Regions from separate parts of the Pan troglodytes genome. Here region 1 is linked to region 2. A link is a contact called in public Hi-C data. All regions are on one chromosome and are shown on one strand. The core of a region is the stretch at or near the end of the contact, and the rest is flanking DNA. Distances in the headings are between cores, read along the strand shown.

What was found. A called contact is a pair of places that touch in the nucleus more often than the background predicts.
Region 1: a contact with region 2 is called in a Hi-C map of induced pluripotent stem cells, with 4 times the contacts expected there. The contact joins the promoter of TAFA3 here to the enhancer-like site in region 2. A contact is called at or near these places in 3 of 7 Hi-C or Micro-C datasets (induced pluripotent stem cells and stem cell-derived neural progenitor cells).

The regions. Positions count from the first base shown.
Region 1 is chr1:118,472,057-118,474,899 of NHGRI_mPanTro3-v2.0_pri, forward strand. It overlaps TAFA3 (TAFA chemokine like family member 3), which reads right to left and starts at 1,418. Exons shown (of 6, transcript XM_001155198.5): 1 at 1,024-1,418.
Region 2 is chr1:118,316,266-118,319,357 of NHGRI_mPanTro3-v2.0_pri, forward strand. No RefSeq gene overlaps it. Among named protein-coding and RNA genes, the nearest start is that of SLC16A1, 73 kb to the left of the region's middle. Within about 2 kb of position 1,441, at least 8 of the 24 cell types and tissues checked have an H3K27ac peak or open chromatin away from gene starts, as enhancers often do. A contact at or near this core is called in induced pluripotent stem cells, where this site is marked.

The sequences.
Region 1 (2,843 bases), core at 168-2,667, 160 kb after region 2:
CCAAGAGTGAAGCAGGGTGATGGTAGGGAGGGGTCTAAGAATCACAGCTGTCATCTCTCTGGCCTTGGGAAGGAGCTGAGGGTCAAGGAAGGAGCAGAACCTGACAGATTCCTGCTGGAAGAGGCACGTGGGAAAGATACCTGAGGCCCTGATCCTCTTTGCTTCCACCTCCTACCCACTATGGCACCTGCTTCCTGGACTCACATGGAGCTGGCTTGGCTTAGCAGCCCTTGCCCCCATTCCCACACCAGAGGGCTAGAATGGGGACACTCCAGGTCCCTGAGCCTTTGAAGGCCACAGCCTCCAATAGCTTTCCATTTCTCCCTAAGAACCTCTCTTCCCTCACCTCTCTAAAGGGAGGCAGAACTGAAACATATAGGATGGTGGGGCCCCGGAAGGACAGAGACCCCTGAGTCCTAGCTCCTAGGAGCGAGAGCATAAGGGGAATCTGGAGGAACACAGAGGAAGAGGTGCCAGTTCCCAGGGGATGGGTGTGCTCCCTGGGCTGAGCTTCCCACTCTTCTAGATGTGCCTCTTTCCTGAGTAGAGATCTCTTCTCCCTGCCCTCCAGGAACCCTCCTTTTGACCATCACAAATGCAGCTTTGTCTTCTCTCAGGTGATCCTATTTCACTCTGAGCTGCAACATCCTCCAATCCAACTCAGGCATCTCTCCTAGGAACCCCAAAGCCCAAAAGACCTTGGTGGGGTGGGGAGCAGAGGGGTGGGGGTGTTCATTTGGGCTCTCATCCCTGGCATTCTATTCCCTCCCTCCCTGAAACAGCTGGACATAGAAGCTTCTGGGATGTGTTTTTCGACTTCCATGCTCCTGCCTCAATTTCCTAGCCTATTTTTCCTAAATCCCAATCCAGGGGTTTAGTGAGGCTGAGTTAGCAGCCTGCATTACAAGGGTTTGAGGATGTGAACCACAAGAATCTTCAACCTTTCTTCACCTTCTCTCCCCACAAACCCCCCTAACGCCTACTCATTCCTCCACATTCTGAGCCCCCACACCTGGGACCTACCTGGTCCACGGTGGTGCCCACTGGTTCGATCTGCTGCCCTGAAGTCTTCCTTGCCACTGAGCCAGGGACCAGCACTCCGAAAGACAGACTTTGGGAGGGAGCGGCCAGCTTGGGTGCTGTCTAGTCCGGAGACCTGTCCCCTTCACCAAGTTGCTGCGCCCCCGGGACAGCGGGGTTCTGGTCAGGTTGGCATCATCCGCAGGGCGGGCCGGGCTCTGGGCACAGGGGAGCTCTGGGCCCGGCCCCGCCAGCTCTGCAGAACTCAGCCGGGTTTTTTCCAAGGTTCCTGCCGGCAGGCCGGGGAGCGCGCAGCCGCCGCAGCAACCGCCGCCTCGCCCCGGGCTACCCCCGCTCCTCCAGCCCCGCGTGGGCGCCGCCGCCTCCTTCGGGACAGTGCCAGGCGCTCGGCTGAACGGATGGGCACAGCCGAGACGCAGCGGCCCCTGGCGGCCGAGGGCAAGAGGAAGGGAGAGAGGACATCCGGCCCCCGCAGGTTCAGTGAGGATGGACACCTCCGTGGTGGCAACTCAGAGGAGGTCCCTCAAAACCCTGAAGGTCTTGTGGCCCCCAGTGCCCTGGCTCAGGGGAGGTGGAGGTGCTGGGGGGAAAGGAGCTGGGAGTGACGAGTGATTGACTAGACCCTCAGGGTTTTTGAGCTTTGAAGATTGCAGAACTGCATTGTCCAATACGGTAGCCACTAGTGGCATGTTGATATTTAAATTTAAATCTAAATTAATTAAACAAAACTTAAAATTCAGTTCCTCATTAGTAGGCACCATATTTCAAATGCTCAATAGCCACACGAAGATAGGGACTGCTGTATTGGACAGAGCAGATGTAGAACATTCCCGTCAGTGCACAAAGTTCTGTTCAGCAGCACTCTTCTAGAATGATATTTAGGAGGGAATAGTAAATGTCTCTTCCTCTCCCAGGAGTGGTGCTCTCAGGGGCTGGGAGGGCTAGAGGAAGTATGAGGGTGTGGGCATTAGGCAGGAGGACAGTAGTAGGCTACGAATGGTCCCTATGGAAGTTAAGTGTGAATACCAACATGGGAACCAAATTCTGAGACCTAGTTTCTTGTTTCTCTTTCTTTCTTCCTTCCTTCCTTCTCTTTCTTTCATTCTTTTTCTTTTCTTTTTTATTTATTTATTTTTTGGGGACAGGATCTCATCACTCTGTCACCCAGATCTTGGTTCATTGTAATCTCCACCTCCTGGGATCAAATGATCCTCCCATGTCAGCCACCTGAGTAGCTGGGACTATAGGGGTAGTCTGTAGTGCACTACCAAGCCAGGGTTAATTTTCTGTATTTTTTGTAGAGACAGGGTTTTGCTATGTTGCCCAAGCTGGTCTTGAACTCCTGGACTCAACTGATCCATCCACCATGGCCTCTCAAAGTGCTGGGATTACAGGTGTGAGCCGCCACTCCTGGCCTGAGACCCAGTTTCTTTATCAGAAAAATTGTAATGTAATTAATTGCAACTGAATAATTCTTTACAGAGATCTGTTTTGGATGCGAATGTATTAGACAAATGAGAGGAAGTGGTGTTCTGTGAATTTGAAGGGACTTTCCTCTTAGTTTAAGAGGCCTTTGGGTTTAGGGTGATGTGAAGGGGAGAGACAAGGCAGAAGATGACCAGTTCTGGGCCCTGAGCCACCACTGTGGCCTGAGATAAAGGGGCCTGTCTTGAGGCTGTCCAGTCCCCCTCCTTGGCTCAAGCTTCACACTCCCCCAGCAGGGCCAGCCACTAAGCAGAGTCTCACTCTTCACAGAGAAAAACATCCCACAAGTCTGCTTCTTCATACCCCACCCCCTTTTC
Region 2 (3,092 bases), core at 191-2,690:
TGAGGCTCCCACTCTAGATTTAATTTCCACCAACCCTAATGCCTCCAAATCCCCGGCTGAGACACCAGGCCAGGGTACAGCCTGCAGAGCTTATTCATGTGAAGCAGCTGTCTGATGACCGTGGTGAGAGTGGGGAGAAGCCTCTAGGCTCATGGCAACTGCCCCTCCCACCCCTAAGCCTGGGCTCCCTGCCACTGCCCCCACAAAGCTTTCAGGGGAAAAAAAGTTCTGGTCTAAACTGAGACCAGTGGTATTTCTTGGGTCACAAGACTGCGGCTGTGCCCCCAGGCAAATCTTGGTGACACCAGGTCCTCCTGGCAAGACTGAACAGGCTCCAGGGCTTGGCCACTGCTGTGGGTCCTAACCTTTGCTAGGCAAAGAGGCATCACTGGAAGGCTTGGAGCTTGGCAGGCCCTTTGAGAAGCCCCCAATATGCAGTCCTGCTGGACCAGGGTAGGAGGAGTTGCCCACCACCACCAGCAGCAAGGCAAAGGTCCATCTCTCCTCTTTCAGGCCTGGGACTGCCTCTGATGGGGAAACAAGACAGGTTTCAGCCCCAGACCTGAAAGAGCACTGAGCTGGATCTTGCTTCAGGTTCCCTCCTTTTAGCAGCAGCTCCAGCTCTCTGGAACCAGGAACAGGCCCTTCCCTGCCACCCCCTCCCATACTCCACTAGAATCCTGGAGAAACTCACACACTTACACCCACACGCTTATATACAGTCACTCCCAACACAGCACGCACAGACTGCACACGCCCTAATCGACAACAAATATCCTCCCTCCTCTGACACAGACAGCCCTGAGTTACAGAGACATGCGTTCTGCAGGGCCTGAAAGCCAGCTGTGTTTCTAGTTGCCAGAGGAATCTCATGCTTACCTTCTTCAAGAAACCTGGAGAGGCTGGGGTGCAGTGGCTTACGTCTGTAATCCCAGCACTTTGGGAGGCCGAGGCGGGTGGATCATCTGAGGTCAGGAGTTTGAGACCAGCCTGACCAACATGGAGAAACCCCGTCTCTACTAAAAGCAGAAAATTAACCAGGCGTGGTGGCGCATGCCTGTAATCCCAGCTACTCGAGAGGCTAAGGCAGGAGAATCACTTGAACCCGGGAGGTGGAGGTTTCAGTGAGCCGAGATCACGCCATTGCACTCCAGCCTGGGCAACAAGAGCGAAATACTGTCTCAAAGAAAGAGAGAGAGAGAGAGAGAGGAGAGAGGAGAGAGAGAGAGAGAGAGGAGAGAAGACAGAAGAGAGGAAGAGAGGAGAGAAGAGAGAAAGAGAGAAAGAGAGAGAGAGAAAGAAAAAAGAAAGAAAGAAAGAGAAAGAAAGAAAGAAAGGAAAGAAAGAAACCTGGAGAGAGGGACCAGTGTATGGGTACACAGGACGGTCACTCCCTAGAAGGCCTCTTTGTGGTCTTCATTCCACCACCCTCAGCCCAGATATGGCAATGTGGGGTGCCCTCTTGTGGCCAGAGCGGCCCTGCAGCCTCTTGGCAGGATCCCGGCTCCCCTTGGGCATCCAGACATCCCTCCTCCAGGCTGCCCACCCCCTGCATGTCAGGGCTCCACTCTCATTACTTCCAACTGGCCTCCCTCAGTAAAGATGAGAGTAACAAGACTTGTTCACATTGTTGTAAGGATGTCCCGAGAGCCCTGACAAAGAAGCCTGCTGCACTTCGCAGATGTTCACTAAACATGGGCTTCCTTTCTTCTTTTCTCCCTCCCTACTCTGAAGCTGCTTCTTTTAGAAAGTGGAAGAAAATGGAAAAAAAGAAAACCCAAGCTCCCAAGCAAATTACAGTTCTGATCTCCATCAGATCCAATAATCAACAGAGCATTAATTCGTTGTTTGCCCACAGGTAAACAATGTGGGTAGGGAATGTGAACTACCTTCACGTGTTAAATAAAATTTATAGGAGGCCATTGGTTTGGCCTGAGCTCCTGCAGTAGGCCCAACAGACCAAACCAAAGTGGAATTACTCATGTTGAAGTTCCACACCACCAAGTCAACACTAAATTACCTATCTGTCCTTGCAAGAAATCAGGAGAGGTAATAGCCAGATCCCCAAACACGTCAGTTTCAGCTGGCATCATGAAGAAGTTCCCTTTGCTTTAACCTTCATAAGGAAAGTAAGTCAGGAACAACCAATCTGCTTTTTGTTCTTTGTTTCTGCTTTCCTCAGCCCTTTTCATACTATGAAGCCAATCTCCTCTGCTCAGCTCATCAGAACATTCATTCTATTTTGTAGAATGAGGTGTTCCCTGATTCACGAATTGCTAATAAAAGCCAATTCAATCTATAACTAAATTTGTTGTAATTTTGTCTGACACATGGAAATTAGAAAAAAGAAAAATTTAATTAGAGCCCCTGCATGGTGCGAATGGGAATGAGTTGGTATCTCTTGGAACTTCTTGTTATAATAAAAGTGAGAGCCTCTGACCCAGGATTCCACTCCCCTACTCACCCCCACTGTGTGCCACCCCCCAGCCTAGGCTCTTGATCAGAAGAGGGCAGAGAAGAAGGGGTGGAGGAGCAGACAACTTTCACCAGGACTCTGGCTACGACCCCTCAGGGCATGGTCAGCTGAGATGACCTCAGCTAGAAGAATAGGGAGCTGCTCATGAGCAGTGATTTCAGAAACAGTAGCCTGGATCCGCTGCCCCAAAACCACCCTCCTCACCTATCATCTAAGATTCCACTAGGGAGACTTGATTTACCCAGCTATTGAGATGCTGTGGGAAATGATTCAAGCTAAGAAATGAACAACTAACAGAAGGCAATTCCCTCCCAACACAGCACTCCCAGCTTAGCACTTGACCCAGCTAATGTGGTCTCAGCCTGAGCACTGACAGTGACAGGGACTCATCCTCTCAAGCAGCCCTTTTGGTGCCCAGGCAGCTCCAACTGCTAGAAGGCTCTTCTAACACTGGGTCAGCTTCTGCCAGGCAGAGCCACAGAGCAAGGGCTTATGGGTGCCAGGCCTGTGCCAGGCTGTGAGGAAGACAGGATAGTGCAGACCCTGTCCCTGCCTTCTGAACAGACCAGGTCTAGATTGAGGAGGTGAGCAACCTCAACAGTCCTAGGGGCATGTG